Linked DNA regions of Macaca mulatta: region 1 is linked to region 2. A link is a contact called in public Hi-C data. All regions are on one chromosome and are shown on one strand. The core of a region is the stretch at or near the end of the contact, and the rest is flanking DNA. Distances in the headings are between cores, read along the strand shown.

Region 1 (2,979 bases), core at 43-2,542, 680 kb before region 2:
TACATCCTGCACACACTCTTCTGTCATATGTAATATGACACTTTTTATTGCATAATTAATCTTGTTCAAAGGTTACAAAAAAAAACTATTACGTACACTCACTGCTTACTGAAAACTGCCAAGAGAAAGGTACTTTTGGAATTTAAGACATTATGTAATAGAAAGTGTATTAATTTTTGTTATCAGAAAAAAATCCAGTTTGAATGTCAACTCAGCTACTAACCGATGACCTCAGACAAGTTATTTAATTTGTACAAGCTGTGGTTAGTTCATCTGTAAGAAGCTGAGATAACATTCATCATAGCAGTGGAAAGAGATGGAGCAGGTTACGGTTAAGTTGCACCTACACAGAAAGTACTCAACAAGTTAAATCCCGCCTGCCTTCAGTTGTCAGGACTACATTTGAAGTAAACTGGGCATTACTGATCCTTAAGAAAATGGGTAAGTCAGAAAACTTCCCCAGTCAATTTTTAAAAGTCTTCGTTGATGACTTCCTCACATTGGGAGCCACGGTTCGCCTCAACTATTTTGGAAAGTAAACTTACTATTCTAATCCCCTGTTCTACAATAGAAAAGCCTACAAACTTGTTTAAAGTAAACATCCCCCTCTGCGTTCCCCCTCCACACACCAAAAAAAAAGGCCAAAACTCAAACTGTTGCCTCGTTGTTAAGGGTTCACAAAAAAAGTGATAGGCGCTTTCGGTTTTTACTCCTTATGTTTCTAATTCATGCATCGAAGAAATCGAAAGCGGGAGGTTTTGAAAGACACTAGTGCCAAACGGAGACCAAGACTTCGACTTAACCGTAAAGCTGAGAGTTTTCCAAGAAAAGGGGATCCCACATATTTGACCATGATTCCGAGTTTCAGAAACCACCGCATCAGGTCCACTTGAGCCAGGAAAAAAAATCCTGGGTTCGGAACGGGCCACCCAAAGATGGTTGAGCTAAAACTGCCTTCTTTTCTAGTCTCCAAAGTGAAAGCGAATCCTTGGCTATGTGCCTCACCGTCCCGCAGCCCCCCGATCCTCCAGCAGCCTCCGACCAAGGAAGCTCCAGGAATCCCGAGCCGGCCTGGCAAATGACTTTGCAAAGCCGCATTTCCACCTCCATTCTCTACTGGACCCTCCAGAAGCACCAATCCCGACGTCAGGATGGGAAAAACTAAGTCGACAGAGCTCCTGCAACCTCGACTACGCTGAGGACCTCGAGGGCCCCTTCCATACCTGAATGTAGTCAGCGAAAAGCTGTACCCGCGCTCCGCCATCTTTACCCGAAGAGCCAAAGCACATCCGCATACATGCGCACTGTGGCCGATTTTCTTTCATTTCCCCGCCCCTCGCCCTTCCTTTTCTCTCTATGATTGGAGGAGAGTCAGAGCTGCTCCAAGAGCATGCGGGGTGTTGTAGTTCTAGAAAGGGAGGCTTGCCCGATTCTGTGCCTGTGCGCATGCTGAAAGCAGGGGCGGGACCGGGGCGGTCTTCCAGCAGGGAAAATGGCGCTGGCCATGCTGGTCTTAGTGGTTCCGCCGTGGCCTGCGGCCCGGGGCCTGCTTCGAAACTACTGGGAGCGACTGCTGCGGAAGTTTCCGCAGAACCGGCCGGGCTTTCCCAGTCCTCCGTGGGGTAGGTAAAGAAGGGAGAGGGGACTGATGACGGGACCTCGGGCAGCGTCGCAGACGCAGCTTACACTCTTAACCCTCTCCCGGGTTCTCATCCGCGGCCGCACGTCCGGGACGTAGTTCGTGACATTCACATATTAGCGAGAACATGACTGTTTTTGCGCTCCCTCCACCGCAAAAACAAAAAACAAAAAAAACTTCTGCTTGCTCCATTCGTACACAGGATGTAACCTTGTGTCAAAGATAAATCATAGCCAGCCAGTAATTAAAGTGCTGAAAACGGATTTTATTCAGTAACTACTGCAGATAAAGAGCTGAGCGCCATCCCGGTTCGTGCAGAGGTGACTTGGGCGTTTTAAAGGGAGAATGAGCGAGGCGGGAGTGTAGGGGCTCTGTAGAGTCAGAGAAGTGTAGTACAGTGAAGTCAGTGCAAATGTGATTAGCCGGCCGTGTCTGCTAGCTCGCAGTTATCTTAGGTAGGATTCTGTCCTCCCGCAGATAGTGGGAGACAAAGGCCCTATCCTTCCTAATGATTAGATATCGAAGGAATGGCTCTCAGGGCCTTGAGAGAAACGCTTCCGAGTTAGTTGCAAGGGATACGTATTTACAATTATGTGCCCTTTCCAGGAAATGCTCTAAGGGAGTTCAGGGACCTACTATCAGGAGTATGTTGGCTAAAATAAATAGGAAATTTTCCAGGCAGCGTTGAGCTTTCTCAGGCAGTCACTTTAAAGGAGGGCCGAGGTCATCCTAGGATACAGTCTTATGCTGCTAGAAACTATGCTAGAGTTTGGTCAAGTCTGTTGAGTTCAGGGATTTGTACAGAGTTGTCCTCCGAGGACAGTTCTGCAGGTCTCACTTGGCATCAAGGCTCACCACTCTCTGGATCTGTCTTTCCTTTCCAGCCCTGTCTTCACCTCACCTCCCCTTCCCCTCTCCCCCTGTACTCTTCCCTTCCCTCCCCTCCCCTCTTCCCTCCTTTCCTCCCTCCCTCCCGCACAGTACATGTTTTCTGTGGTGTTTGAGCTCTGAGGAGATGAATTCTGTTTCCCATATTTCACTTGGAATTAATCTTAATTGGAAGTATCTTGGATGTTGAAACTGTCATTGCTTTGGCATTTACATTCTACTCAATTTCTAAGCAGCCTGAAAGTGATAATATCCAGAAATATACCAAGAAAATATATGCCACTATATGCCAAGCAATGTGCCAAGCTTTCTACATGTACTTCCTGGGATAATCTTGACAACAGTCGTATTAGGTGTATACACTTTCCAACTGAAGCAGTAGGCTCACAATGGTCCCAAGTTCACAGTCCGGAGCCTGTGTTGTTAATCACTGGGGCATGCTTGGCAATACT
Region 2 (2,995 bases), core at 117-2,616:
TTTTTTTTTTTTTTTTGAGACGGAGTCTCGCTCTGTTGCCCAGGCTGGAGTGCAGTGGCGCCATCTCGGCTCACTGCAAGCTCCGCTTCCCGGGTTCACGCCATTCTCCCGCCTCAGCCTCCCGAGTAGCTGGGACTACAGGCGCCCGCCATCACGCCCGGCTAATTTTTTGTATTTTTAGTAGAGACGGGGTTTCACCGTGTTAACCAGGGTGGTCTCGATCTCCTGACCTCATGATCCGCCTGCCTTGGCCTCCCTAAGTGGTGGGATTACAGGCGTGAGCCACCGCGCCCGGCCTGGTTTCGATTTTTAAAAGATCACTCTCATTGCCTTGAAAATGAACTATGCGGCATTAGGGAGGAAGAAGGATGGAAGCAGGTGGTCCAGTTAGTAAACTATCACAGTAATCCAGATAAGAGATAACGGTGGCTCAGGCCATGGTGGTAAGGTGGAAATAGAGAGAAATGATCAAATGCCGCATTGACAAACTGCAGATGGGCATGAGAGAGGAGTCAATGCTCATCCCAAGATTTTTGGCCTGAAGAGTTAGAAGGAAGGAGATGAAGAAAACTGAGACGGGGAAAGCTGGGTAGGAGTGCATTCATGAAGACCAATCAGGAACTCACTTTTGTGTATGTTAAGCCTGAGATGCTAATTTGACATCTAAGTGGAGATGCCAAATGCATAGTTGAATACACCATTCTGAAGTTCAGGAAATATTTGAAAGCTAGAGATACAAATTCTGTAGTCATGAGCATATAGATGGTAATTAAAGTCGTAAGACTGGATGAGAAGACCTCTAAAGTAAATATAGGGACGACTACAGACGATATAATAGTGTCTATTTCAAAGGGCTGGCGTGCAGGGTTAATAATATTTATACAACTCCTGCCTCCAGACCCCTCCCCCAGTGTACGGAGATCAGGGTCTCATCACCCCTTCCCACCACGTGAAGTCCCGCTTACAGCTCAAATGCCTTTTATTAACCGAAGGTCAGCTTTTGTGACTCAGATGCTCAACAGGTGCACAACTCTGCTAACGCAGTAGGCAGTCCTGGCCAAAGGGTGGTGCTGTGAGTCGCCTCCAGCCTCCGGGCCGTCCTGAAAGCTGCACCTTCTCCCCCCGAGCTGCAGAGGGCGCGCGTGAGGCATCGGGCGCTCAGGACCCCGCAGGAGCTCAGCGAGGGGGCGGGGCAGCCACGGAGTGAGGCTTGGACGGGGAGGGGCGGGGTTAGGTGCGGGGCGGACGTGGGGTGGGGTTGGCCGGGGCCAAAAGCAGGGCGCAGGGCAGGCGCGGGATGGTCACGGGGCGGGGCCAGGCGCGGGGCCATGGGCGGGGCCGAGCTGCCGGTAGCCTGCCTGCCGCAGTCCGAGCGCCGCGCTGGGGAGAGCGGGTGTTTGAAGGCTCCGCGGACCGGCACTAGGAGCCGGGGGCGGGTCCGTGACCCTCCGGCTTCTCAGAGCGAACAGGCGGCCAGGAAAGAAGCGGGCCTGAACACCATGATCCCTCTGGAGAAGCCGGGCAGCGGCAGCTCCTCCCCAGCCGCCACCTCAGGCTCGGGCCGGGCCGGCCGGGGTCTGAGCGTGCCGTGCCGGCCGCCGCCGCCGCCACAGGCCCGCGGGCTGCTGACAGAGATCCGCGCCGCGGTGCGCACCGAGCCCTTCCAGGACAGCTACAGCCTGTGCCCGGGCCGGGAGCTGGGCAGGTGAGGACGGGCGGGGCCCGGCGCGGAACCTTTCCGGACGCGCGGGGCGGGACGCTGGCGCCGATAAGCGCCGGGGCCCCGGCGGCGAGCCTGAGGTGGCGTTGCTGCTGCCGATAACGCGCTTTGTGACTTGGCACGAACTTGGGTGCTGACGGCGAGTAGGGCAGCCGAGTCGCACCAGCGCCTCCCCACCCCCACCACGCGCCGCGCCCAGCGAGCGAGTGATGGTAACTCGATGGCGGTCCCGGAGGCGCGGACACTTTCCTCTCCTCAGCCCTTTGGTTCTCTGTGGCGTTTCGAATGGCGATTTAACGAGAGAAGGTGCGGACCGCGCTCTGCTTTTCACCCCGAGCAGCGGGTCTGAAAACCAGAGGTCTGTGGAGCCGGCTTTGCTTTTTTCCTTCAACTCTTGCGACTTTCTTGGTCTCTCTGTGTGGTTTTAATAAAATACAGCATCCGTTGTGACAGCTTCCTTTGCACCGGTGCTCTGTTACCTTGTGTCGGTCTTCTGCTGAATTCATTTTCGTTTTCTTGGTTGGTTTTGTGCCTTTTTAGTTCTAAAATATTTAGGTCCCTTTGCCTCGAGTTAGATTGGTTTCTTTCGTAGGCGCTTGGCCCTTTTCTCGCTCTTTTTACTTTGCTGGGAACCGATTCTTCCCTTCTCCCCTCACCCTACCCTAGCCCACCGTTTTTTTTTGTGGGAATAGGGAGAGCTTGTCTCCGAAGTTGCAAGTGCAGGCTATTCGGATGCTTTACATTTTGCATGCTGAAGAGGGGTGATCGAGTGATTTTTGTGGGATTTGGGGACTCTTCCTTGAGAACAGCTTGGGGAAGTTGTTAAATTCTCTGGCTTTGGGGGCAGACTTGAGTTCATATTCGTGCCCTGGTTGCTGTGTTTTCCTCTGGAGGGGTTAGACTCCCCAGCCTCACTTTCCTCATCCGTAAAATCAGTATAATGATGACACTACCTACCTCAGAGGTGTCCTGAAGATGCCATGCCTGTCAAGCGCATACCACTGGGCTTGCCACATGGCGTTCAGTAAATGTTCTCATTATTGCCAGCATTTGTCATGGTTGCAAAATAGCACCATGTTGTAATGGGAAAGGGCCTGACAGTTGGAACAGCCTTCAGCTGGGGTCTTGAAAAGGCAAACAATGTAACATTGGTTGTAATGTTAAAAACACACTGCCTTACACATATTAAGGTAACTTTTGGAAATAGTTTTTGGGGGGGGCGGGGTAGGGAGTGTGGAATCCTACCTTAACAAAGTCTTACTTATTCCTAAATGT

What was found. A called contact is a pair of places that touch in the nucleus more often than the background predicts.
Region 1: a contact with region 2 is called in a Hi-C map of cortical neurons, with 7 times the contacts expected there. The contact joins the promoter of PSMA2 here to the promoter of STK17A in region 2.

Annotation. Positions count from the first base shown.
Region 1 is chr3:85,453,299-85,456,277 of T2T-MMU8v2.0, reverse strand. PSMA2 (proteasome 20S subunit alpha 2) reads right to left here and starts at 1,292. Exons shown (of 8, transcript NM_001266881.1): 1 at 1,224-1,292. The coding sequence starts at 1,264. MRPL32 (mitochondrial ribosomal protein L32) reads left to right here and starts at 1,475. Exons shown (of 3, transcript XM_001097622.5): 1 at 1,475-1,622. The coding sequence starts at 1,493.
Region 2 is chr3:84,775,090-84,778,084 of T2T-MMU8v2.0, reverse strand. It overlaps STK17A (serine/threonine kinase 17a), which reads left to right and starts at 1,366. Exons shown (of 7, transcript XM_001095883.5): 1 at 1,366-1,705. The coding sequence starts at 1,500.